Regions from separate parts of the Anas platyrhynchos genome. Here region 1 is linked to region 2. A link is a contact called in public Hi-C data. All regions are on one chromosome and are shown on one strand. Each heading gives the region's core, a stretch centred on a gene start, on an enhancer-like site or on the middle of the called end of the contact. The rest is flanking DNA. Distances are from core to core; before and after follow the strand shown. Region 1 overlaps KSR1 (kinase suppressor of ras 1). Region 2 holds the start of TMEM97 (transmembrane protein 97).

Region 1 (6,792 bases), core at 1,721-4,220, 120 kb after region 2:
TCTACTGTCTTTTGTAAATATAAAAAATATAAAACCTGCTCACGAGGAAAATAGAGTGGTTTTTACTATGAACTAGAAGTAATTTTTTTTATTTGTTTTTAAATGGACTATTTATCTGTGTGGATTTATTTATATTGTTTTACTGTTTTATGTTCACTTTAAAGCAAGAAAATGAATGGTTGTGTCACTTGGAAATATCTAGTGACACCTCTTGTTGAATCTGAAGCAGTACTTGCAAATGTGGTAATAATATAATGGCTCATAAGTGGAAATACCTGCTGCATACACTTCAGATGTATCCACATGAGGACGTAGCAGTTTTGATTTCTGCTTTATGCGATTCAGATGTATCAACCTGAATTGTCGTTGTCACAGGGCCTGTGCCAGTGAGACTCAGAAAATTCCAAAGCACTTTGTACATTTGAATTGTTTGCTCTGACTTACTTGATTTGTTTGCAATAAAAGACACCTTTATGTTGAGACAAACAAGTTGGTGTAGTTTAAATGTACTTCTTTGTGCTATTGTCTTCAGCCTGAAAAAGGGGAGGTGGGTAAGTTCTTGGGTACCATTAGAGTGGGTTTGAGCTCCGACCAGCACTCCCTCCTTACACAAAGAGCCCGTCTCCGTGAATTACACAGACCACCAAAGACTAGTTACATATTTTTGTTACTGCCTGGAAAGAGTGAATCTGTCCCTAGTGAGATTGGCTTGTGAACTAAAGAGTATAAAATAACAATTAGAGCAATGTATTTTGCTGTGGTTTTTGACTTTGTCTCTGTCTGTGCCTTGCAGTTATGTCACAACTTATAGTTCTTTCTCTAAAATTACCAGGGTTTTATGATGATATTAAAAAGCTAAAGGTGAGATTTTCCTGTCATCCTTTGTCTCCAGGAGCTAGAATCTGATGAAGCTGACACTCAGAAGTCAACAATGTCATGTACATACAGTGTTTCACATGTACTTCAGGACAGCCTTAAACATAAGATGAAAAATACAGCATAATTGAAAGAATGTGGACAGTGATGGCAGAGAACAGGAAGTATCAGACAGCAGATACAGACAGTAAAGGACAGAGGAGGTTCATAGCAAGTATGGGGTCCTGATGGGCATCTAGTATATACTGTGAGTGTTATTTCATATTTCATTTAACAGATGTTCTCTGATACTACAGTTTTGGGGTGGGATGGAAGTAGAACAAGGCAATTTCACTTTCCATTAAGAAAGTTCTCAATAAGCCCAGGTCTCACTGAGTGCTGGAGTTCAAACGCCACAAAGGCAGGAAACAAAAGTTCTGCATTTTAAAAGTCCGATGTGTTCCTTGCTGTTTTGGGAGGTACATTACAGTGCAACCCATTTTTCACGCACATAACAAAATAGGTACATTTTCTTGCTAGGATCCTTTCTTTACATCTCATGTTTTTCTTCTGCGTAATCACTTACTTTTAAGTATTACCATAATACTTTACAAATGCTTGCCCATATTTCACTTTCATTCGGAGAGGGGGAAATTCCCATAAACCTCTGACAGGTCAGAGCAAGAGACCCAAGTGTTTGTGTATTGGTTCCGAAATTGCATGACTTCCCATTGATAAATTCTAAGTTGATGAAGCAAGTTTTACTTGGGGACTTTTTCATCTTAATTCCACCATTGCAGAAATCTCCCCCTAAAAGACAGGTTCTAAGGCAGTTAAGGGAAAGGATTAAAAATAAGAATAAAAATAGAGATCTGTTTCAACTCTGTGAATTTATTTAAACCGGCCCAATTGTAAGTTAACTTCAATTACAGCACTGGTTTGAAGCTGTGTATAATTGCTTTTTTTTAATAAATGGGGAATAAAGGGGGAAGATAAAGTGCAGATGTTAAGGTCAGTGGATAATTATTCTATTCCAACACAAGAACTGAAACTTCATTTAAGAAACCAGATACAAAATACATATTTTAAAATCCCAAATATGATCAAAAAGCCTGCTCTGCAGTTATTAAAGTGTTCATTACAGCCCCAAGTCAGTAACAGATTGAAGCACGTGCATTAGTTTAAGCACTTAAGTAATTCTGCTAGAAGCAGAGGAATTGTTCAGGGCTATAAGTTAGGGAGATGATTATGCATCTCACCGATTTCAGACCTAACTAGAAATTACAGATCAACACTTTCTGAAGCAATTAGCGGGCTGTTACATTAATGCCCACCTTAGGCAGCTTTAATGGTATTCAGTATTCAAAAAAGGGTGAATGCCATGGCACTGAAATGCAGACCTTTTTCTTCCTGCAGTCCTCTAGCCACTTTTGATTGTTGGCAGAGTTCCCCGGCTTCCCAAATCCACAGGTTGGTCCAGCTAAACTGAAAGTGCCAGTCCTCATGCCAGTTTGGTATGTCACTGGGCTTGCAGTACAGATACACCATTTGCTTCCCTATACCCCATAAATCTGTAGGGCTCTGCCATACGAATGCATTTCCTAAATGCAAAAGCAGTGATATGTGGATGGGATCCATTAGCACATTATTGTATAGCTGAAAGCTAACAGAAGTCCAAGCCTAGCATTAGGGTAAATGCTGGGATAACTTCAGTGCCTTCAGTTTAAGTGGCTGCCCAGCCTGACAGAGTTTTTGCCATGCTGTTCTGCATGCTGCAGGGGCGTGGGGCTCAGGAGGACAGCCAGGTGTGACTGATGAGCTACTGCCAAGCAGGATAACGAGGAACAGCTGAGCCCCATGGGGCAGAGCAGTGGAAGAAGATGGCTGGCACAGTGTTGAGGTGCAGGCTGTGCTGACAAACCCCAGTGCAAGGAAGGAGGAGTGACTTCAGGTAGGCAAAATGTGGTTTTTGCTTTGTTTTCAATCGTTGCATTGTTTTATAACTGTGTAGAGAGGTTCCCTTCTCTGAATGTGTGCTCAGGAGTGCAAAGGAGCTCCTCTGCTCCAGTAACCCTGCTGGGCAGCCAGGGCTGGGTGCAGGGTGAGGGCTGAACTCTTGCCTGTTGTGTGTGGGAACAGGCTGAGCTCTGAGCGTGAAGGTGGTGTGTCCAGCTCTCCTAGGTCCTGCTCCAGTCACTTCATCTGTAGCTCGATCTATTTATGCCCTGTGGGCAGTTATTTGGTGCCCTTTCTGAATAAGCCACCATGGCCTTGTTTGCGCCGAGATGTTTTATCTGCACTGCGAGGCGTTGAATAGCCAGGATCGAGCAGCAGCACTGCTAAAAGGCTCCCCTCTGGTGCTGAGGTTTCGAAGGCATTGGAAGGCTCCACTGCAGCTGTGTGGAGCCACAAGCGGTCTCTGTGCTCGAATTTGTCTTTGTTGAGGTGAGAGTGTGGGTTACGTCAGAAAAAAAAGAAGGGGAGGAAGCTTTTGTTGTCCTTCAGAGAAAACAGATTCTTGGATTTTTACTGCTTGCACATGAAAGATCTGGATAAAGTGGATGAAACGTGAAATTGTGCTCCTAAAACGTGCGGGCCTTCTCCCAGCAGGACAGGGCAATGCTGCCGTTATTTTTGGTGTAAAGCTGTTTGGCAGCAGCACAACGGCCCAGGGAGTAATTAACGCATTGCCGTGCCCAGCCCCGAGCAGGGCAGGTGTCCCTGGCACTGCCGCTTCCCCCAGCGAGCCAGGGCTGAGGCCGGGAGCTCCAGAGGGGGAAAAGGTCGGGGTGCACATGGACAGCAGGCAGCACCACTGCCGCCACAGCCTGCAGGGAGCCAGGGAGCCTGCCCAGCACTTCTTTCTTCCTGGTTGATGGGAGCGTAACCCCAACGGTGCAAACGCTGCTTCTGCTGCTTCCCGCCCCACACACAGCAGGGCTTTTGGGTCAATTCCTCCAGAAAGTGAAACTGAGGAGGGCACGGTCTGTGCGATGCTTTGCAGGCTCTCCTGTCTCAGCTCACAGGATAACTTATCGCAGCTCACCACGTAGTGCTCCTCTCTGTAGCCCTTGCCCTCATAGGCTCTAACACTGTTTTGTACTTTTCCCTGGCTGGGGTTTTGGAGGGTTACAGTAACACCAGGAAAGGAAGGTTTGTCAGTCCTGCTGCAGGGAGCGGTGTGCTCAGGGTGCCCACCTCCCGGCAGCCAGCACGTTACCCCATAGCCCACCGGGGATCACGCTGGGGAATGGGGTGTCCCAAAGCCGGGGTGTTTGTTGCTTAGCCGAGCTCACAAGGACAAGGGTCAGGGGGCTTCAGGTGGGACAGGGGCTGGGGGTGCCCCTTGGCTCCATGGCCAGCCTGCCTTGCTGGGGCAGGGCTCAGCGTTGGGCTCACGGGACAGCGCGGGGACCTCCAGGGCTCACCCAGCCCCGGCCCTGGCTGCCACCCACCTCCACAGGGCTTGGCAGGGCAGGAAGGTACAAGGCAACGGGGAGAAAAAGCTCAAACCACAATTCTGTAATGCTTGCTTTATCCAGAGCAAAGATTTATTCACTGAAGAGATTCCTACATACCCAGAATTTTATTAGCATAGAGTGCACTTTGTCTTTTTTTTTTTTTTTGCTGGTTGCATAAACTAATACAGAAACTGTTATTAATACTAACAATTTTTAATTAATTTAATAGCAATTCTGGAAGACACTCAGTTGATAGAAAATATAAAAAAAATTCTTTTACTGTACAAAGTTTACATCACATTTGAAAAGAAAACGTGTCCATTTTCACCATATTACAGACTCCATTTACATTCACTACTGACATGTGGCTATTGTAGCAGCATTGTACAGCCAGCTTCACATTTACAACTCTACAATGGTACAGGCTTACCGTGCTTCACGCCCTTACACCAGCACACGAGGAGACAGCACACGGGACAGTACAATGCGACCGAGACCGAATGACTGTCGCTTGGTTTGCAACATAGTAAGGGATAAGAGCTTGACTTCACAGCTGTACAACTCCACTGGTTTTGTTTGACTTCTGTGTGTATCACACCAGCTGATTAAAACAAATATTATCCCAGAGACAGTAATCGGTCCCTGCTCTCTGAAATAACTGGGTTCAGGAGGCTGGGTTTTGCTTTCAAGGGCAACATGGGAGTTGAACGCAAATCCAAGGAAGGGTTGAATTGGGATCTCAAATCTCAGGATTTAAAGACGTATTTTGAAACCCTTCCCTGGAGCAGCAGGACAGGATTCCCACCACCAGGCACTGCTCGGCCGGTGTGCGGGGATAAGCCTCCCGTTGGTGTTCTGCACGCCTCAAAACGCAGCATGAAGGGACGTGAGGTTTTAGGCAAGTGGCCATCCTGAAAGCAGGGGACCAGAGCTGCTCTTGAACTACACCTGCAGGCAGTCATAGGAGAAACAAATTTTCTGTGTTTTTCAATACTATTGTTTTGTTTTAAGCTGTCCGTCCAGCCAGTCACCTTATTAAGAGCGATAAGAATACATTGCTTGCTCAGCATTGTGCTTGCACGTGGCCGCAGCAGCGTTACCACCGCTGAGCAGGCGAGGACAGGCTGAGGAAAGGCTGAGGGTTTGGGAGCTGGGCTGCTGCAACCAAGGGAGGGCTTCGGCCTGGGGGTCTGCCTCTCAGCATCACTACGCCACGCGCTCCTCCCCACTTTTGGGGGTATGGTGCTGTTGTTGCTTCAGCAGCAGTTGCTGGGAAAACAACCTCTGTTTAAGCCTGTGACACAGTGTTATTGTGAGAGAGCAAACAGCAAATCCTGACGAGAAGCAGGTGGTGTGGGTTAGATGCACAGGGTGCATGGAGGGGGGTTACTTGCTTTACAAAGTGGGAGGGAGGAAGGAGGTCGAGTACCACAATGCCACACCTGGCTACCACCAAATTTTGTTTTAATTTGAGACACATCTTAAAAGTCAGTCACTGTAGCACAATATTTCTAAGAGAATATAACTGGGTTACGCATGTAGCAGGAGTGAAGCTCTCTGCTCAACGGGACTTAGAAGTCTTTTGCCACTTAATTTTCTATGAAAGTTAGCCATCTGTGAAGTAGCCAAATTGAGGGCCTGCCCCTTTGCATGCTTTATGGAGGACTCCAGAGCTCTTCTCCCTGCGATCCTCATTTCCAATCCTTGTAATGACGGTGAACAGTATAGAGGAGGTGTGTAATGTACTAGTGTTAAGTGGGGTAATGCATTGGTCTCCTTAAATGCAGTAATAATGTGTCCTTCATAAGCTGCATATTACACAATGGAGCATGTGTTTTGTTTTATGTCTTAAAATTAACTTTTGAAACAAGTCTGAGCTGTTGCATTGTAAGGTTTTTGTTGTGCTTAGCTTTTCCCAAAACTACTGTTGAGTCCTAAATGCCTTAAAACCAACAGCTCGCAAACTTATGTGTCCGCCTCTAGGAGCCAGTTAGAGAGGGCACAGGGGAGAGAAATGGATAGCTTTTATTCTTGTCTTTCTTGCCTCTCCCTGGAGCTCTGGAAAATATCACTTGTTCTGCAGATGGGGTGGTGATTGGGCCAGTAAGCATCTAGTCTGGCTGAGCAGCGTTATGTTTCCAACAACACTGTTAGGTCAGGGGACTAGAATTTGCTGTGCCTGAAACTGTGGAAGAGGAATTTGGCAGCTGGGAGCTTGCCTTCCCCGTGTGCATGGAGCTAAACCCGATCTTGGCAGCATGTCAGCACCCTGCTCTGGGGGGCGATAACAAACTCCCCTATAAGAAGTAGATTTGTATTAGTGTAACTTAAACCAAGGTAACCCAGAGCTTGGACCAACCCTGCTGAAACAAATCACGGAGTAATCACAAACTGAATAATCAGTTTGGCAAAATCATAATGCGATGGATCAGTTTTGCCTTAGTGAAAGGAAAACATAATTTTAAATTATGTTTTA
Region 2 (6,331 bases), core at 526-3,025:
TTGCAACCACCTGTATGGAAGCAAAAAAGAAAACTATTTTAAAAGTTTTGAAACAAGCTGAATTTGGTGATTTTAAAATCAGCAGTATTATCTGTATCTATCACAGGACAACCATAAGCCATACCAAAAATGTACTAGAAAATAAGTACGAGTAGCAACCCAGAGAAATAATTAAAGCTTTCATGACTAAAACTTCACATGCTCATTCTAAATTTCCACACAGTTAGAAGTGGTGAGTACACAAGCACGATCCAGAGCTTCGCTGACATTGGTAGCTTGCCAGATGTTAATTGTCGATGCTGGTTTCACGTAAGTGACTGCTGCTGTAAAGGGTCTGTAGTCTATAGTATTTATTTCTGACAGGGCTTCTTCTACTCTTTCTCAGATGAAATTTGCCATGAAAATAGCACTCCATGGGTTATGTCCCTATAATCACTTAAGACTGATAAAACTGTGCCTGCAGCCAAAAAGCACTACGCATAAATGCTGCACAGGACATTTTCTTACACTTTTATACCAACCTTTTATGAAGGCGTACGCTGCAATGGGAAAGAAAGGCATTTGTAGGAAGGCTTCACAATACATAAACGCCTTAAACCACTCTGGGGGCTGCATCATCATGGGATCTCGAAAGGTGACTGCATACCATTCTAACAACTCCGTCAGCTTAAGAAAAAAGAACAAAGCTGCAGATTAATACACTGAGTATCAATGGCACAAAGAGAAAAATAGTTTTTGGAAAGCAATCGGCACAATTTCCTACCAAAACAAGACCAAAATCACAACAAAGCTGCACGTTGGCATCAGCAGATAGGAACGAACTCTCGCCTCTCCCTCCTGCCCCTGGCAGTGCCCATCCAGGGGGCTCAGCACCTCCCCGGGGGTGGCCGGGGGCAGCTGCCCCAGCCGGGCCCCCAGCGCCTGGCAGCGTGCGGGGCTGGCGGCTGCGCTGCCCCAGTCTGATGGAGGCATCGGGGCTTGGGGAGCTGCTGTTGGTTTCCATGACAGAAATGTAAGCTCCAGCACGGCTTTAAGTTGGACTTTGAACAGAGAGATACGTATTGAGGTTTGCTGGTTAACTATTAATTAGAAATGGTTTCTCTAATGAACTAATTGTACAGAACGGCAAAAATCAAACGCTCTAAATGTAAAGCTCGTGGGAAGGTACCGCACTCGTCCTGATAGCACGGGTCAAACCACTCATCTTCTATTCATCTACCATTCCAATTGTCTTCTACAACGTTATTCAAAACCCAGCAACGCAGAAATTTTTACTGATCAACGTGGCTGTCGGCCTGCCTGCTCCCACGTGGCAGTGACAGCTCCCCCGTGTTTTCAGCAGGCCGCTGCGAGACCAGAGCTCGGCAGCCCCCAGTGCCGGGTGACAGGAGCCCAGCAGCCCCAGTGACAGGTTCCCAGTCCCAGCAGCACCAAATCACCGGACCCAGCAGCTCCCAGTGCCCCCCCCCCTACACACACACACCCCCAGGACCCCCGGGCCCGACTCACGCTGCGCGGGTAGAGGCCTGCGGCGGGCAGCAGCGGCTGCAGGTCGATGAGCAGCGTGATGGGGACGTGCGACACGAAGTAGAGCGCGAAGAGCCGCTCCGCGCACCGCCACCACCCGGCCATCGCCTCACGGACCCGCCCCGGCACGGCCCGCGGCGGAAGCGGCGAGCGGAGGCCGGGAGGAGGCCGAAGGGGGGGGGGGGCGGAAGCAGCCGAGCCCCGCGGGCTGAGGGATGGAGCCCCCCGCCCGCTGCTGGAGGCTGGGGGAGCTGCAGGCGGCCCCTGAGCGCTGCCCGGGGCTCGCTTGGTGGTGCTGTGGCTGCGGGCACCGCCGGGCCGGGGCGCAGGGGGGGAGCTGCCCCTGCAGCTCTCCCCCCGCTCCCACTGATGAAGGCCTCAAAGGGCTCTACTCACTCCCAAGCTGCATTGCAGAAGTAGGCAGTTTTCCATGAAATTAGACTTTTTAAAAATTCGTCTGTCAGGTATAAAGAAGAGGTAGGTACTCTGTTACCGAAATAAAGCATAAACAAGATTATTAGAAAAATCGCTAGCCAGTAACCATTACAACTACCTGTTCAGCCTGGTAAGCATTCATAGCCTCGTGGTAGCGCAAACAGCAAGTCCCAAAATTGTCTTTGGCAGAAGCTCTCTCACTTTCATTGTAATCAGCTTACATTAAAAATGTAAAATGCAGTAGAGGCCACTGAAAACATTAGCCTAGCTTTTTTATTGTTGGTGGTAGCTACGTGCACACAATTTTACTAACACATTTGTGCCAATTGTGCCAGTTTTAAACTACTCATTCTGCACAGTGCCCTGCCCACATTCATACCAAGACACCCTGGAAGGTAAATGTTCAAAAAGACATCTTACTCTTAATACATTTAAGAACAAAATTAACTCATGAGCCTCTAGCAATGAGCTCAAAAATATACACGGATGAACAAAGCAAACGTCACTAATTGTACCATTTATGCACTCATACCCTAACAAAACTGTGTGTCAAAATGCAAAGATCCAACAAACGAACTGTATGTACCTTTGTTTCCTAGTCTTATGCTGAAGGAGAATCTAACAAACAGAATAAAAAATGGCAGCGAATGAACAAAAACTAGTTCAGCAATTGACAGCCATGAAGCAATAATGACACCAGCATCACCAGTTCTAAAACATGTTAAAACTTATCTCGTAAGCGTATGAAGACGTGGAAGAAGAGGCATGTACCTGAGTCCCGGTACCTGTGGCACCCCTGGGAAGGCAGCCCATGCTAAGAAGGCTTATCCTCCTTGTGTCACTTCAGTTCTTATGAGGTCTTGAGGCTTTAACTACACAGTTCCATTTGTTTAAACAAGTCATACACATAAAACATGAACATTTTTATTCATATTGTTGCAACACCACTGCATGTTGGATTGTTTCCATTTCAAGTATAGAAAAGATAAAAGCATTTGCACTGTAAAAAATGTCACAAACTTTGCAAATAGAGTAAAATCTACACTTGCATGGATGGCTTTCAACCTCTCAAGTGCCAGTAAGTTGCTTGTTTTCATTTAATCAGCAAGTTTTGCCCTTATCCAGGATCAATTTTAAAGAGTAAATGAATATCATTAAAGTCACATATATGTGCATATATATGCGTGTATGCAGATGCGTGTGTAAAGAAATCAAAACCATGCCCGAAACAAGATGTTATAAACTCTTTTTACTTGTATTCTTTTAGACAGCATTTAATCAAGATTGTAACAATCGAATCTTAAATAAAGGTAGGAGATGAGACAGGAAATAAAGATAACACACTTCTTTTTCAAATGTCACATTTAATGTTTTCACCACTGTACTTCAAATCTACATTTTACAAAGTGACCAGCAAGTGTGCCACATTAACTGACCAACCTCTGAGATTTTACCTTTCATACCAGTGTCTTCTTGGGCTCTTTTAATTAAACACGTTTCTCATTCAAGTGAATTGAAATGCTTCAGTTGGTTTTATTCTCAGGAGCCTCATAAAAAACAAAGATATTGCACCATCTTTGTTCAGTTATTCAATGTTTGTCTCTTTCACAGCAAATAATTACTTCATTGAAGTTAAAACTTCCAAACATAACTTACTAATAGTCTCCAATTTCAGCTCAGATCACTCGTTGAAAATACTCTGCTAAATACAGATAACTTACAATAACTTTAACAGTTAATTGTCCATAACAAACACCATGGTTTTTCTCCAGACCAATGTTCAAATTTTAAGACCACCCTTTAATATTTCTTTGTACAGGTGAAAAACAGTCTTCAATTTTCTAGTCTTGTTTTAAATATAAAAGTTGGAAGGGACATTCAAGTTTCAAGTCTCCACACTGAACTTAAAAAAAAAAAAATCATGTGGAGGTAAACAAACCAAGTTGTATACTCCAGGAGGTAGAGGCCTTCAATTTGTGTTCATATATACATATGCACAGAATTCAGTGTTCCAACAGAAAAAGAATTAGCCAAAAAGTAATAAAAGTTATTTACTACTGTGACATTTCAAGACTTCCACAGCTTCGCCTAAAGACACAAACACAATTAACATAATTCCCTATGTGCTTTTTTTTCCTTTCCTTTTTTTTTCTCTCAACTGTCCAGTGCAGGAAAAAATTCTCACAAAATTTCACAGACCTAAAATGTGCAAGCTAGTTTCTCTCTATACAGCAATGATGTCAGGGATCTCTGAAATTAGCCCATAAATGGAATTATTTACACACATAGAAGATGCATGCTGGGGGGTTTTTATGTAAGAAAGAGCAGAAAAAACTTCTAATAAAAATAGATTAAATATATATATATATTTATACTGGGTAAGGAAACAGAAGTTTAGTCTCTCCTAGTCACAAACTCATTCTCTCTACTCACAACATCTGATTTTAGAACAGCACACATCACCATCACAGCTCTAGTGAGAAGCTATTTATAGATTGGATCACCAGGTGACATGCCCACCTACCGTGGTCACTGTCATCTGACATGACTTCATGATTGGTCGCAGTCAAGTTTTCTGTATTCCTTAGTTTTAGAAAACCCCAAATCTTCAGGAATGGCTCAATATCAAAATGTATGTCTATCTTTTTGTACAAGCTCTCTTTGATTAAAAAAAGAAAAGAAAAAAAAAAGAAAAAAAGAAAAAAAATCCTTCCCAAATTTGGTTCAATTCTGTTTGTTCTGAGCTGAGCCATCACAGCTGCACTAGAATTCATAAAACACGTGCAACTCTGGGTAAAATATTTTCTTCTAAAAGCACAACCACTTTACAAGATTAAAAGTCTAGTACATTTCTAAATATTATTCATATTGTACAAGTAGTGGTTGTTAATTTAAAACTTCATTAGTAAAATTACAGTACAAGCATGATTAACCTCCAGAATTGCAAATCCCAGACTCCAGTGGAAAGCTACATTACATCTTCAGTAGTATATTATCTTCCACTTTACTCCCAAACCAGTGGAGATGGCGGCATCTCAGACGGTTGAGCAACTGTGGAACTAGAATGCAATTGACACAGAAAATCAGTGTTCATTTGCAAAAGCTAATAGACAAGAAAGTTAATGCTTGACCAGTAAGCAAACATTTCAAGTAAGCGAACATTTCATCCCCGCCACACACCCCCCAAAGAACAAAACAAAACAAACAAAAAAGACCAACAGGTAACAACACTGACAATGACTATTTCAGTATACTTTATCTACTTACTTCCTTAACGATACTTTAGCTATAATTGTCATTCACTTCAATGTTTTTACAGTGCAATTTTACAATCAGAACTCAACTTTTCAATCCAAATTTTTAGTCTTGATTACTGTAATTTTCTGTATTTACAAAAATATTACTCAAAACCTTTACACATTTTATTTGAATTCTAAGTATTCATATAATCTAAGTGTTCGAACAGTTATTTTAAAAATGTAACTACACGTATGCTTAAGGCATTTTTTTGCAGAATTTATCTATGGACCTCTCTTATCCTCGGAAACTCAAAACAAAAACATTATGGATGTATGAATTCTGTATTAATAATAAATGTGAATTAATATCAGATGTGATTACATACAGTTACCTAATAAAGCTCTTAAAAGCAGCAGACTGAGGGTTGATGCAGAGAGGTACTCTGTTTCCTTTCTGCTGTTCCAAAATGAACTGATGAATTATTTCTGTAAATAGGAGAAAAATAAAAAAAAAAACAACAGACTATTAGATTAAAGCTTTGTGCTTCAGTTAAATGAAACACAGACTGGAGGAAACTAAAGCTTCCTTCACCAAAAGTACATGTTAGTAAGGATAAAAGAACTCCAGTTTACCTAGCTCTAATCTGATAGCATACCTCTTACCAGGAATTCACACAGAACTTTATGTGCACACTGAAATAAACGCATACAAAATAAAACTGTCAGTCAATACTATAGTACTGAATTGATGATAACCAGTTACAGATTAAATCCCAATTCAAATTATTCCCATCATCTGTTCCAGAAAAGTACCAGAAAGGAAAAAAAAGACACCTTGCATTGTATATGCATCCAGATTGCATATCCTAACTATATACTACTGAAGGATGGAGCAGGAGGATAAAAGCATATGCAAAGATTTAACTACTACTCACCTTTAACCTGACGAACAGAACTGAGGTTCTTTTCAAAAGTGTCATCAAATTTGGGATTAGTGATGGGTTCAAAATCACTAGTATAAACTCTTCCAGTAGATGTGGAAAAACAGCATTTGCACATACAAGTGTGGTATCGCAACCGCCCTTCATCGAGATATGGGTGAGCTAAGGCATCCTTAGCAGATATTCTTT

The links. Hi-C and Micro-C count contacts between places; a contact is called where the count stands out from the background.
Region 1: a contact with region 2 is called in a Hi-C map of subcutaneous adipose tissue, with 2.1 times the contacts expected there. The contact joins the enhancer-like site here to the promoter of TMEM97 in region 2. A contact is called at or near these places in 2 of 8 Hi-C or Micro-C datasets (liver and subcutaneous adipose tissue).

The regions. Positions count from the first base shown.
Region 1 is chr20:1,009,286-1,016,077 of IASCAAS_PekinDuck_T2T, forward strand. It overlaps KSR1 (kinase suppressor of ras 1), which reads right to left. Exons shown (of 19, transcript XM_027472475.3): 19 at 4,374-6,792. It also overlaps a transcript of NOS2 not described here. Among named protein-coding and RNA genes, the nearest start is that of NOS2, 22 kb to the left of the region's middle. Within about 2 kb of position 2,971, at least 2 of the 8 cell types and tissues checked have an H3K27ac peak or open chromatin away from gene starts, as enhancers often do.
Region 2 is chr20:886,625-892,955 of IASCAAS_PekinDuck_T2T, forward strand. TMEM97 (transmembrane protein 97) reads right to left here and starts at 1,776. Exons shown (of 3, transcript XM_027471967.3): 1 at 1,510-1,776; 2 at 522-666; 3 at 1-10. The coding sequence starts at 1,632. It overlaps NLK (nemo like kinase), which reads right to left. Exons shown (of 12, transcript XM_038165881.2): 10 at 6,137-6,331; 11 at 5,588-5,687; 12 at 2,871-5,021. The coding sequence ends at 5,590.